Regions from separate parts of the Triticum aestivum genome. Here region 2 is linked to region 1. The links are chromatin contacts, called in public Hi-C maps. All regions are on one chromosome and are shown on one strand. The core of a region is the stretch at or near the end of the contact, and the rest is flanking DNA. Distances in the headings are between cores, read along the strand shown. Region 1 holds the start of LOC123180134 (protein SENSITIVITY TO RED LIGHT REDUCED 1). Region 2 holds the start of LOC123180137.

Evidence for each region. Hi-C and Micro-C count contacts between places; a contact is called where the count stands out from the background.
Region 2: a contact with region 1 is called in a Hi-C map of leaf, with 2.4 times the contacts expected there. The contact joins the promoter of LOC123180137 here to the promoter of LOC123180134 in region 1. A contact is called at or near these places in 2 of 5 Hi-C or Micro-C datasets (both in leaf).

What each region holds. Positions count from the first base shown.
Region 1 is chr1D:39,139,929-39,147,040 of IWGSC CS RefSeq v2.1, forward strand. It overlaps LOC123180134 (protein SENSITIVITY TO RED LIGHT REDUCED 1), which reads right to left and starts at 2,703. Exons shown (of 1, transcript XM_044592102.1): 1 at 1-2,703. The coding sequence starts at 2,653. The coding sequence ends at 1,772.
Region 2 is chr1D:39,346,978-39,354,089 of IWGSC CS RefSeq v2.1, forward strand. LOC123180137 reads left to right here and starts at 3,027. Exons shown (of 3, transcript XM_044592105.1): 1 at 3,027-3,276; 2 at 3,419-7,112. The coding sequence starts at 3,435.

The DNA.
Region 1 (7,112 bases), core at 1,453-3,952:
TGCTATAGCTCATAATCCCTGCCAACCAAACAAGTTTTTCATATAAACAGGATTTGTGGCTGGAGGGGTTTGGGATTTTCAAGAGGTTTCGAGGGGATTGGGTGGAAGGAAGGGATTCACCAAATCCTCTGAAATCCCCCCCCTCCCCAAACCTCCCCAATCCACTTCTACCAAACAAAGCCTAAGGGATTTCTTTTCCTTAGGTGAGGGGAAAACCAATCAGCCTCCACCTTTTCCGGCTTCCCGGATGTATACGATAGCAGTATAGCGCTATGTTCCTCCTTGCATTTTTTGGCAAGTGGTTTGTAATTAACCTTCATGGTTCCCTTAATGAAACCGGTGAGCACAACACAAAAATGTCCTACAGAAGAATATTCAAGGCACTGCCGTACAGGTAACGTTCTGAGGGTATATAGAGCATGCAAGTTATAGTGGAGCACCGATGAAAAAAAGTCAGTTAACCTCAGAGACACCCAAGCATCCTGAAAATGATAGATGCAACGCCACATTGATAGTTTACTTGTCAATTCATCAGTTCGCTGCCAGCGATCGGGGAATCATTCGGTGTCTGAATTCCTACAAGTGAGACAAGGATAAGACAATGGATGTGGTTTCATTCTTCTTCATCGGAAATACCGATGAAGTAAACACCAGATTTTGCTAAGATATGAACTTTGAACTTTTGAATGCATCGTCCTTGCAATGTGCGCGATGATCTCCAACTAGGATCTGGAGGGCTGAAGATGGTGGTCTGTGAGGGTTTTGACCAATGGAAGGGGCGGGATCCCGTTATGTAAAGATCACAGCTAATTTTCAGTCACATGTATAGAATGAGCTCAGGAGAGATTAGTTAAATTAGTTGAGAATTCAGAATATTATGATGCTATATATGGCTCATGGAAATAGAAAGATAAATAGATCCTGGGGGTTCCTACGGATTTCTTTTGGTTATGTGAGTGGCAAACCAATCTGCCTTTACCTTTCTGAATGTTATAGGACAGCAGGCTGCTCAGTGTTCACCTTAGATCATGTGTGATATTTCTCCTTGCATTCTGAGCAAGTGGTTCGTACTGAACCTTAATGGTTCCCTTTTAATGAAATCTGCAAGCTACAACAGATAAAAAAATGTCCTACAGAAGAAGCAGCCTTACAGGTTATGTTCTAGGACAGAGTACCCATTTCCCATATCAATCAACCAATAAACCTCGCAGGACACTGGAAATTGGGTCACAGCCAGTAATGTGGGGACTCAATGTCTAAATTCAGAAATACAAATCCGCGCAGCTTTCGTTCTTGTTCAATGCAAATGAAGATAAAGTAAACTCCAAATTTCGTTAAGATGCCAACTCTGAATCTTGGAATGCATCTCTAATCAAGTAATACGATCATAGAATTATAGTGTTAAATGCCAACTCTGAATCTATGAATTTGTCTCCAATCAAGTGCTCCCTCCATCCCAAATTAGTTGTCTTAGATTTGTCTAAATAAATCTAGGACAACTCCTGTGGGACGGAGGTAATAGTATATAATCAAAGAATTACTGTGATGAATTTCATTAAGATGCCAACTCTGAATCTTTGAATATATCTCCAATCAAGTAATACAATCATAGAATTACAGTGATAAATTATGCTCAGATGCTAACTCCGAATTTGTGAATTCATCTCTAATCAAATACTATAGTATACAATCACAGAATTGCAGTAACAAATTGTGTGAAGATGCCAACCCTGAATCTCTAAATGCATCTCGAAGCAAGTAAAACATTGGGTTACAGTGATAATTTCTCAAAGGACAAAGCTTGGGAACTTATCTCCGTCCTCTGGTCGACGTCCTCGTCCACCTCGAAGAAATGCCAGCTCGTCTCGTTGAACGCACGGGCGAACCAGTCCTCGTCGTCCACATCCCCGGCCTCGTCGATCCGCTGCTCCCACGCGAACCGCCCTGCCTTGAGGACAAGATTGGCCTTGGCGGCGGGCCCCGAGCGGTTCTCTTCCGCCTGCAGAGCGTACCGCCGGAAGCTGTTGCCGAGCACGCAGACGCGGCGGAGCTGAGCGCGGGGCTCCCAGTTGGCCGCGAGCAGCGCGTCGTAGAGCGACGCCTCGCAGTGGGGCATGTACAAGAGGGTGGGCTCCTCCACGCGGCGGCCGCACCCGTCGTCGAGGCTCGGGACGGCGAAGCCGAGGGCGACGGCGACGGCGCACTCAACAGAGGAGAGGACGGGGTCGAAGAGGTCGGCCGTGGCGGAGGCGCCCGCGAGGAGGTCGCGGCGGAGGAGGGCCGCGAGCGCGAGCTGGAGGCGCGCGGCCGGGGAGGACTCGAAGCTGCCGACGCCGAGGAGGGAGAGGCGGGCGGGGCCGAGCGAGGCGAGACGGCAGCAGAGCGGGGAGTCGGGGAGGAGGAGGCGGCGATAGAGGCGGGATGCCTCGACACGGGAGATCGCGGCGCGGGCGCGGTCGAGGAGGCGGGAGACGCGGGCCGGATCGAGGGAAGGGTCGGAGGGCGCCCAGGGGATCGGGGTCAACGGGAGTGGCGGCGGGGCGTCGAGGTGGGAGGTGGTGACCGTGGCGTCTCCCCTGCGGCGGCCGCCACGCCGGCGGACGACGGTCCAGTCGGCGCCAGTGGCGACAGCGACCGCGGCGGCGGCGGCCATGGGTTGGGGGCTTGGGGGTTCGGGGTTGAGAAGAAGATGGTGGATGGAGGCCGTCTAATGGCAAGACTGGACGGTCCAGATATTCAAATACGAGACGGGCCGATTAGTTTTTTTTTTTAAGAGACGGGCCGATTATTAGTGCTACTACAACATTCCTGTGGTTTTTTTTAGAAAACATTCGGTGATGGTTACCAGGACAGTAGAGGATAATTGGTTTGATGCCAATATTTGCCATTGTCAATATTTGGTGAGCCAACAATTGGCAATATCAAAAGTTGCCAAAAACTGGCATCTCTTAGATGGTTGGCAAGTAAATAACCAATATTTGGCATTTGCCAATTTCTGGCATCAAACCAATCAAGCTTCCCCAGCCCATCAGGGTTCAAATCTTAGAACCCGCGTTTGAGTCCCGGAGGTGACGCGTAGTGCTTAAAGATTTTCTTTTATAAAAATCTATATCTATCTATATCTATACCTACTATTAAAGGGAATAGGTATTCTTGGTTTGGTTTAGTCCTTTTCTTCATTTGGTTTGAGTGCACGCAAAAGTTTCGTACTTCTATACCTACTATTAAAGGGAATAGGTATTCTTGGTTTGGTTTAGTCCTTTTCTTCGTTTAGTTTGAGTGCACGCTAAAGTTCGTACTGTTGGCTCGTATACATGCTAAGCGATCTGGGCCAGGTACTTGTATGTTGATGGGTTTTTTATGGGCTTTCATGGAGACCGCGAAAAATAATTGGGTCAAAATAAATTAGCATTGTGGGAATTGGACACAGGACCTTCTGTCTGGCTTTTCGATGTAACAACCAATGACCTATGCGCCTTTCACATTTACTAATCTCAACTCACTCTAAATATACAAGTGGCAGTCATCATGTTTAGGGCGAGCTAATTAAACGAATGAGCTAATTAAAGGTAGGATTGTGGGCTTAAATAAAATATTTAAACGGATGTGCCTAATTAAAAAAGGATTACGGGTAAACCGGTGGAATAACTAAAAGAAAGATTGTGGTTTTAATAAATTCTACATGAAGGATTTGAGGTAAAAAGAAAGGATATGTAGGCTTCAATGTGTTGGCGCTACTAAATTAGAAAAAGGAAGGATTTTATTCCCGACAAAAACGGGTGAGGACTTTATGGTAATTAAAGGAAGGATTATACTTAAATGACATTAAAAAATTATACTTAAATGGAATCAGTGAGAGATTATGCACCGCAAATAAAATATAAACACGACTAAATTGCATCGTATCTTTTTATGTTCGTTTTGTAGAAGGGTGATGCGTTGCAGCATGTTCTTTATAGTGAATCAGGTGCTGTGAGAAAATTATGCTTGCACAAAAAAAATCATTTTTTTCCGTTGCAACGCACGGGCATATGTGCTAGTATACCTTCAAAGGCTAGTCCTGGATGGTCTTTGTTTTTTTACATTGGTGCTTGTATTATTTCTGAATTTATTTCAAGCTTCCGACGATGTTCGTTTAGTGGAAGAGATGCTCATGTCGACTACGAGGCGCCTGTGATGACTTCATAAAATCTGAAGATGTTATGTCCGCTTAGTCTATCGAAAGTACTCATAGGGATAGTATGTGTGTGCGTGCGTTCATAGGGATGAGTGTATGCTCGTATGTACGAGCGACTTCGATTGTACTGTTCATAGATGACCGATCTCAAACGTACATGAAGAACTTCGTGCCCCGAGTCGCGTTCGGTGGTTCCTCGTGACGCTCTTGTTGGTGGCGGCAGTTGGCACTTGGCTCACTGCTGCTAGAAGGAGGCGCGCTAGGATCCTCGGAAATAAGCTCGATGTCTCCCCTGGTATGCAAGAATCCCTTTCGCTCGCTTTCGCCGACGACAGTCACCATGGTGGTGGTCAAGTTGATAGGGGCTGGTATGAAGGCGGTTCTTGCGACTGGTTCTAGAGGAAATCATCCATGGTGCTTGAGCTTTGGCGCTCTAGGCGGTCAGCCGACTTGCAGCGTCGCCGCGCCACCGAATCCTCTGGCTGAAGGCTGGCCAAACCTCCTCCTCCTAGCCTTGAAGCTACTCCCTCAGTTCTAAAATAGATGACCTAATTTTATACTAACTTTAGTACAAAGTTAGTATAAAGCTGGGTCATCTATTTTGAAACAGAGGGAGTACATGGGAGGCAGTGCTACTCTAACTCGATGTTTATGGCTTGCTGCAGTGAAGAACTCGTCGGACCAAGTGGTGATGTCCCCAGCGTCGGCGAGTTTGGAGTCGATCGGGAGTGGCTTGGACCTGATTGTGTTCCTCTTCAGATCTTTGGGGTCCTTTCCGCATATTTCAGGGGTTGCTTTGAAATTTTTAGTTTGTTGTGTATCTTATTGCTCTGGCTTCAAATAAAGTTTGGGGTCCTTTTGGACTCTGCCATTGTTCCAAAAAAAAATGAAGAGCATTGCCCGTTCTTCTTCTTAACCAATTTGACCCAGTCTTCTTGTCCGTTCTTCTTGCGCTCCATCAAGTGGGCACAGTGGCCCATGACAAATGATTCAGGCATTATTCGTGCTCTGTTCTACCCCCAAACCCCCTCCATTTTCAAGATGGAGTAGAAAAAAACTGACGAATCGACTGAAAACAAGACCAGCAAAGAGCAGTATGCTTTAGGGTTGAACCGACCTGGATTGAAGAACTCGCAAGGCCTCACAATAAATCAGTAAAAAGACCCAACCCTCCCCCCTCCCTCTCTCAAGAATGATTTGAACTAGGAGCGTGACCCAGACCTCTCTCTCTTCTCACTCTTCCTCTCGCAAGAAAGAAAGAGAGATTTGAAGTGGGAGTGTGCTGTGGGAACGCCTCGGCCCACTCCACGAATGCGAAGGCTAAATCGGTGAAGGGTGTTAGGCCAACTCCAGCGCACGACCCCGAACGGACGTCCGTTTGGCCCGGATTCTGTCCGTTTGGGGCAGGCAATCGGGTCATGTCCGGGCCATTTCTGGGATGCGGTGGCCGTGCGTCCAATGCGCGGACGCATCCTTTGGCTGTATCATGTCCGCCACCTTTTTTCAAACGCAAATATTCGAATAACCACGACTCGTAGTTCATGCCAGCGGCCCTAGTTCACGCTGGCAACACAACCAGCCTACACGACCTCGCCGGCAATACAGCCAGCGGTCGGCAACACACCCAGCCTTCAAAATGAATAGTTTTGTCGCCGGCAACACAACCAGCGGCCGGCAACACAGCCAACCTCCAAAATGAGTAGGTTTGTCGCCGGCACACAGCCAACAGCCGACACCCATGCCAACCTCCAAAAAGAACGGCCACGGCCGAACAGACCACCTAGTTCAGGTCGTCGGTGTCGAACATTGTTGGAAATATGCCCTAGAGGCAATAATAAATTGGTTATTATTATATTTCCTTGTTCATGATAATCGTTTATTATCCATGCTAAATTGTATTGATAGGAAACTCAAATATATGTGTGGATACATAGACAACACCATGTCCCTAGTAAGCCTCTAGTTGACTAGCTCGTTGATCAATAGATGGTTACGGTTTCCTGACCATGGACATTGGATGTCGTTGATAACGGGATCACATCATTAGGAGCATGATGTGATGGACAAGACCCAATCCTAAGCCTAGCACAAGATCGTGTAGTTCGTTTGCTAAGAGCTTTTCTAATGTCAAGTATCATTTCCTTAGACCATGAGATTGTGCAACTCCCGGATACCGTAGGAATGCTTTGGGTGTACCAAACGTCACAACGTAACTGGGTGGCTATAAAGGTGCACTACAGGTATCTCTGAAAGTGTCTGTTGGGTTGGCACGAATCAAGACTGGGATTTGTCACTCCGTGTAAATGGAGAGGTATCTCTGGGCCCACTCGGTAGGACATCATCATTATGTGCACAATGTGACCAAGCAGTTGATCACGGGATGATGTGTTACGGAACGAGTAAAGAGACTTGCCGGTAACGAGATTGAACAAGGTATCGGGATACCGACGATCGAATCTCGGGCAAGTACCATACCGGTAGACGAAGGGAATTGTATACGGGATTGATTGAATCCCCGACATCGTGGTTCATCCGATGAGATCATCGTGGAACATGTGGGAGCCAACATGGGTATCCAGATCCCGCTGTTGGTTATTGGCCGGAGAACGTCTCGGTCATGTCTGCATGGTTCCCGAACCCGTAGGGTCTACACACTTAAGGTTCGATGACGCTAGGGTTATAGGGAATAGATATACGTGGTTACCGAATGTTGTTCGGAGTCCCGGATGAGATCCCGGACGTCACGAGGAGTTCCGGAATGGTCCGGAGGTAAAGATTTATATATGGGAAGTCCTGTTTTGGTCACCGGAAAGGTTTCGGGTGCTATCGGTAACGTACTGGGACCACCGGGAGGGTCCCGGGGGTCCACCAGGTGGGGCCACCGGCCCCAGAGGGCTGCGTGGGCCAAGTGTGGGAGGGGACCAGCCCCAGGTGA
Region 2 (7,112 bases), core at 1,777-4,276, 210 kb after region 1:
ATTATTTGCATGACCTCCATGACATGATACGACATGAAGGCAACAACAATATGATTGTCATTTATTTGACTTGTGAGGCAAACTTCATGCAATGCATTATTTTTGTTAGCTACAAAAATAGTTATAATTGCGAGAACATGAAGATCACGATCATGCATCGGTGGACCTCGATGCTACACGTACACGAATAAGGAATCAAAGGTGTTGAAGAAAGAAGATACGATGTCTAGGATTACATGAAGTGATAGGATGAGAAAGCGACGACATCCGTGAGGGAAAGGTAGAAGCTGACTTTGCGACGACGCCGGAAACCAAAGATATGGACTCCGAAATTTTAGAGAATTGACATGGAAGATGGCAGCAAAATGAAACACTACTTGTTTTCTTTGCAATGCTAAGGTTTTTTCTTGACACAACTTGGAGACTATCCTTTTCCTGTATCCTATATATCTAAGTTGTTAATCTTCATTATTTGTATTTAAAGGATTTCGCTAAATATCTGATGTTTGATTTTTAAGCATGGCAAATCAAACACTTGGGATGGCAAGTTATACTGTTGAGAGCACGACAATGTCATGCAGCAAATTCTGAGGATCTGGTTGTTTGCTGAAAGAAATTGCCATGCTCGCGACAACATATTTGACATACCGGACATTAGATTTGCCATGCTAAAAATAATTGATGTCAGTTTTTTTAGCATTCTCGTCATCTTAAAATGCACACACGTCACTTTGTTAAAGGCCCACCTCAACATGCATGCAAAACAATTTTCTATTATTAGTTGATCATAGTATTTCTATATATCTCGACACGAACACATCCCACCTCACCACACATGCCATATCATTAGATTTCCACCATCACACGGGTAGAAAAAATTTCCATTATATTATACTACCTATATTTTTAACACTATATTATACTATACTACCTATATTTGCCGCCCCTTCCCTACTATCCCACTACCCCCCCCCCCCCGCGCAAGCGATCGAGGGTCCCCAGCCCTAGCCGCTGGTCCTCCCTGCCTTCCCCTCCGTCACCGTCGGTGGTCGGTGCTGGGCAAAACTCATGTGTACGATGGCGGCGGAGGACGTACTGCCTCCCCTCTCGGGTTCTTGGGTGGCGCAGGACGCCCCATCTCGAGGGTGTGATCCCGATCTCGATCGTGGCAACGCCGATCTGGACCAAGGCGTCTTGATGGACAATGACGGCTTGGCGGCTAGCCGGCATCCCAGCGATGGCCTTGGCGGCAGGGCTGTCGCAGCCCTTCCCAATCAAGGGCAAAAGGGCCTTGGATCAGGGGCGGCGGCCCCCTGGGATGGCCTCCCTATCCGATGGCACGGCGGGGTGGGTGGGCTGTCGGAGATCAGACTGGGTGGTTGGCGATTCACCGACGGGTTGGTGCCGCGGCTTGTTGCCCCGGCGGCCAACGGCGCCGAGCTGCTCCTTTCTCCAACCCATGTTGCGTGCACTCCGTCTTATCGGACATGGTCGTGCTGCTAGCCGGTTACTGGGTTGGGACGAAGCGAGAGGTGGGGATCCGAATTGGGATAATTCCTAGGTCGACTCCTGCCGGCCACGACTGTGATGACACCCGAGGGTGCCATTTTTCTTCCTGGAGACGTCGTTCAGGCCCGCCCCACATTTTCCCACCTCACGGTCTCTCGGGTGAAAACCCTAGGGCGGCGACGACGCTCTTGGCGTCGTGTCCTTCTTGAAGGCGTCGCCATGAGAGCTATGTGGCGGTGGGCACCACTTGGGTACGTCGGCAGTTGCAGATGGCGTGCCCCTCTTCCTCCAGGTGGTAGTTGTTCGGGGAAAACCTTAGATCTGGATCTCCCGGATCGGATGATGACGGGACTTTGGTGTTGTTCTCCCTCCTGGGGGCATCGTCTTGGAGCTTCACTGGAGAGGCAAACAGGTGGAGCGGTGTTACATCGACCGCATTGAAGACGGTGGGTCTCGGCGGCGTGGAGCAATGGAGTCTCGGTGTTGGACGCGGTTTAATCGACGCGCTGTGGCTGGTGGCGCTATTTGTTGTCGTGGTGACGTCGACGGCAGATGGGGCTGGCATGATCTTTGCAATGATTTCTCCTGAAGACGGAATGCCGAAAGATGGCGGTGGCGAATCCTAGAGCGTGTGCAGGCGGTGCACGTTATGGGACGCCTAGACTGGAGTGTCTTAAGGCCACTGGATTAGATTGTGTGTGTTATGCGGACAGGGCACATCTGTATACTTATAGGTGTAGCGACTTTGTTCGCCTAGAAGGTGGCTTCGGATTGATCCTTGTATTCATTTTGTCAGGCTCTGGTGTATAATTAATAAAGATGGTTGTGTGCATCACGTGGATGCAGAGACCAGGGATAATCCTATTTTTCAAAATAAAAAATCCTATATAGAACACATGATTTTTAGCTGCATAATAATCTAATGCAATTTATAGCATGTATTTTCAGATTTAGTAATTTAAATATAAATGTCAAATATAACCATGTCTTATTAAAAAACTACTAATTTTCATAGCAACGTGCAGAATATCATCCAGTCTCTCGTAATTTCCATACCGAACATTCATCCGTACCCCGATCATCACAAATAGATAATCCTTCCATTCAAAAAATGAGATGTCTTGAATATTTTAATATAGACTATATACGGACTCAAATGAGTGAACAAACACACTAAAACAAACACACTAAAACGTGTGATTCAAAAAAAGTTAAAACATCTTGTACTTATTATGGACGAAGTGAGTAGCTTGGATGCAGAAAAATCCACGGGATATCAATGAAGCGAAGCGGGAGCGAAGAGAGTGAAGTTAACCTCGCTCACTCCGCAATCCCAGTTAGTTCCCGCGCAAAACCAGACCCCTTCTCGCCAGTCCCCAGCCGGCCCCACCGGCCAGAGCAGCCCGGGCCCACCCCAGCACCCCTCTCTTTCCCCTCGCTCTCCTCCTCCTTCCTCCCACCTCGCTCGCCTCGTCTCTTCTCCCCCTTCCCCTTCCTTCCACCCCACCCCCGCCTCCCCACCCCCCACCCCACCCGGACCGGACACTTTTGCGCCCGGCCCCCTCGCCTCCTCCGTAATCCCGCCCCGCCCGCGCATCCGACGGCCCCCGCGGCCGCCACGTCTCCGTCGTCTTCCTCGCCCCACCCACTATTTATCCGCCTCCCGTCCCGTCCCGTCCCCTCCGCCCCCATCCCCACAACCCCGCATCGCCGCGCTAGGGTTAGGGTTTCGCGCCCCCAGCTCCGCGCCGCCCCTGCTTTCCTCCGGTGAGATTCCTCCCCTTTCCGTTTGATTCGCGGGCGCGGCTCCGCTCCCGGTGGGGTGGGGCGGGGTGGATTGGTTGGATTCGGGGGCTAGGGTTTTGGCCGGCGCGCGTCTTTTTGCTGAGGGTTGGTTTGGTTGGCGCAGGTGGTGGTGTGACGCGATGGCGATCGTCAGGACCGGCGGCGCCAGGGTCCAGCGGCTGGAGTCCGGCGGGGAGGACGGCTCCACGGAGGACGAGGAGGAGCGGTCGCCCGCCACGGCCTCGGAGGGGTCCGAGGCGGAGGGGTTCTCGGCCCAGGAGGAGAATGGCGGCGGCCATGAGGAGCAGGAGGCAGAGGAGGCAGAGGAGGAGGAGGACGACTCCGGGATGGGGTCTGACGAGCTGGAGATCACGCAGCTCGGGGAGGCGGGCGCGGAGATGTGCCAGGTCGGGGACCAGAGCGTGGCCCTGCCCCTGGAGCTCTACGACCTCCCCGGCCTCGGCGGCGTGATCTCACTGGACGCCTGGAACGGCCTGCTCTCCGAGGACGACCGGCTCCGCCTCGCCGCCTTCCTGCCCGACCTGGACCAGGAGACATTCGCCCGCACGCTCGTCGAGCTCCTCAGGGGGGACAACTTCCACTTCGGGAGCCCCCTGGCCGCCCTGTTCGACCGCCTCAAGGGCGGTCTCTGCGACCCCAGGATCGTCCTGTACCGCCGCGGCAGCCGCTTTGCGGAGCGGCGCAAGCACTACTACCATCTGCAGAGGTACCACAATTCGATGGTGCTGGGCCTGTGGGACACCAAGGACTGCTGGAAGAGCTGCAACGGGTACAGCCTTGGTGAGAGGCTCAGAGCTATGGATGCAATGAAGGCACAGCGGAAGCAGAAGGAACTGGGTTTGGTTGCCCGGGCTGGCTCAGAGACTGACTCAGAGAGCAGGGAGTCTGCGGAGCAGTTCTTGACACGGTCGAAGCCAGATAAGATGGGTCTCAACAAGGCTGGGAAGTTAGGGAAGGAAAGGTCCAAGGGCGTTCTGCGGTTGGGTGTGTCAAAAGGCGTGGGTGAGGAGTACATTGGAGGGTCTGGTCGTGATGCTGCAGCGGCTCTCTCTAAGCTTTCTCGTCAAGATAATGCTTATGCGTATGATGCCGGAGTCGCGCATAGAGGGAAGCTGCGCAGAAGCATAGATGGCCTTCATTCTGAGGACCTGGGATATGACAGGGATTTGCCCAGGATCCGGTCTCAGAGACCACTGATGAAGCCAGTGAAGAAGGAATTGGGCACGGGCTATGATATCAATCCTTATGGAAACAACTACCATGATAGCCAGACTGGTTCTTCTTACTACCATGGCAGGAATGCCATTGGTAGTCAGGGAGTTACCTTAGCAGCATCATTTGACCCTCCGTATTCTGAGAATGCAAGGAGTGCAAAATACTCGGAGAGAGATCGGATATACGGTGGAAAAGCTGCCCAGAATAAAGCTCCCAAAGTGGAAGCGAGGGATTGGCCAGCTGGTAGCCATGCTGATCTCTTAAGTGACTGGCAGAGAGGGCAGCCTGAAGGCGATTACAGGAGCAGGAAGCCTCAAGTTGGTCATGGTGTGAAGGTTAAGTCCTACAAAAGTATTGAGCAGCAGATAAATGGTGCACATTCTGGATCTGATGCTAGAGGCAGGATATCACAGGTTAAGATTAATGTTAAATCCAATAGTCAGCATGGTAGGATTGGCCAGAAGGACTCCAGGAGCAAAGCTGCCCATGTTCAGAGTGAGGAGACAGAATCTGATTCATCAGAACGGTTTGAAGATGGGGCAGATATGAATCTTGTTGAAGAACAGCCAAACCTTCAATATTCTGAACTTCATATACCAGCATATGGTGCCAAAAAGTCAAACAAACTTAGCAAATCAGTCAAAACAAATTATCCTGCCCCTACTGCAGATTTCGAACCCTACCAGACTCAGAGCAAGCGGTCACACAGAGGAAAGGTTGCAGAGCCTGATTATTTACGCGACGTGCATGTGGAGGTGGCGGAACAGATTAGTGAAGTGATGAGACCCCCAGCAGCAAGGAGTGAAAGAAAGCGCAAGGGAATTGCAAACCTGGACATGCATGGTTATGACAACTCTGAATTGCATGATAGCAACGAGAAAGCCAATGAATCACTGAGGTCACCAGAGAGTGATAGGCTGGCCAGTAGAGCAGGCTATGCAGTCCAAGATTCTAATGGCGACTTTGATGTTTCTGAAAGAGCGAACATGCCGCTGGCAAGTTGCAGCTCTGGCTCCAAAAGGCAAAAAGGAAGAGTTGAACTTACAAGCCTGGATGAGCATGGCGAGTATGCGCCATCTGGTCCAAAGGTGGTAGAAATCAGTGGCAGCTCGAAGAAGAAAAGTAAAAAGAAGCCAGATACTGTTACAGATGCAATTACTGTAGCAGAACCAGCTCCTGTCGTGCCAGAGGTTATTGTGGTGCCAGTAGAACCTGAGAAACCTAAGAAGAAGTATGTACCAATTACACCAACCATCCATACTGGCTTTTCTTTCTCCATCGTGCATCTTCTAACCGCTGTTAAGAAGGCTATGGTTGCTCCGGCTGAGGATACTCCAGTGGCAGCTACGGTCACTCCTGCTGAGGTTACTCCAGTGGCAGCTATGGTCACTCCTACTGAGGTTACTCCAGTGGCAGCGAAGCAGACTGATGGGGAGGAGAACAGAAAATGGTTCAATAGTGAGGAACCTGGCAAAACGCCTCAAGAGCCAAGTGCAGCAGAGCAAGCACAACCGGGCAATGAAGTTGGAGATACTAGTGCTGCTGAGCAGACCGCACAGAGCAATTCGCCGGCACTAACTGTTCAAGATCTTGTTAACCGGATTAAAACTAATCCTGGAGATCCCAACATACTTGAAACACAGGAGCCCCTGCAGGATTTAGTTCGAGGAGTGCTCAAGGTACTGTCATCTAGAACAGCTCCTCTAGGTGCAAAGGGCTGGAGAGCGCTAGTTGCCTATGACAAGTCGAACAAAAGCTGGTTCTGGGTTGGTCCACTGCCTTCTGCTACCTCATATAGTGATCCTAATGAAGAAACTTCTGCTGAGGCATGGGGTATACCACACAAGATGCTTGTGAAGTTGGTCGATGCATTTGCTAATTGGCTGAAAAGTGGTCAGGAAACCCTTAAGCAAATAGGATCCCTTCCACCACCTCCAGCACCAAATCCTGCAAACTTGGATTTGAAGGAAAGATTTAAGGACCTTAGGGCCCAGAAAAGTCTGAACACAATAAGCCCAAGCTCTGACGAAGCAAGGGCATATTTCCAGCGTGAGGAGTTTTTGAGATACTCAATTCCTGATAGAGCATTTTGCTATACTGCTGCTGATGGGGAGAAATCTATTGTTGCTCCTTTGCGAAGGGGAGGTGGAAAGCCCACATCAAAAGCTAGGGGACATCCCATGCTCTTGCCTGATCGCCCTCCGCATGTCACTATTCTCTGTCTTGTAAGAGATGCTGCTTCTAGGTTGCCTGGAAGAACTGGAACAAGAGCTGATGTTTGCACACTTCTCAAAGATTCACAGTACCTAAATCATGCAGAATCCAATAAAGAGGCTGCTGTTAATCAAGTTGTCAGTGGCGCTCTTGATCGCTTGCATTATGAGCGTGATCCTTGTGTGCTGTATGATAATGACAAAAAATTGTGGACCTATCTGCACAGGGGTAGAGAGGAGGAAGATTTTGAGGATGATGGCACATCATCTACGAAAAAGTGGAAGAGACCAAGGAAAGATTCAGATCCCGCAGACCCTGGTGCAGGAAACGATGATCCTGAGGATGATGGCACCCCTAACGCAAAAAAA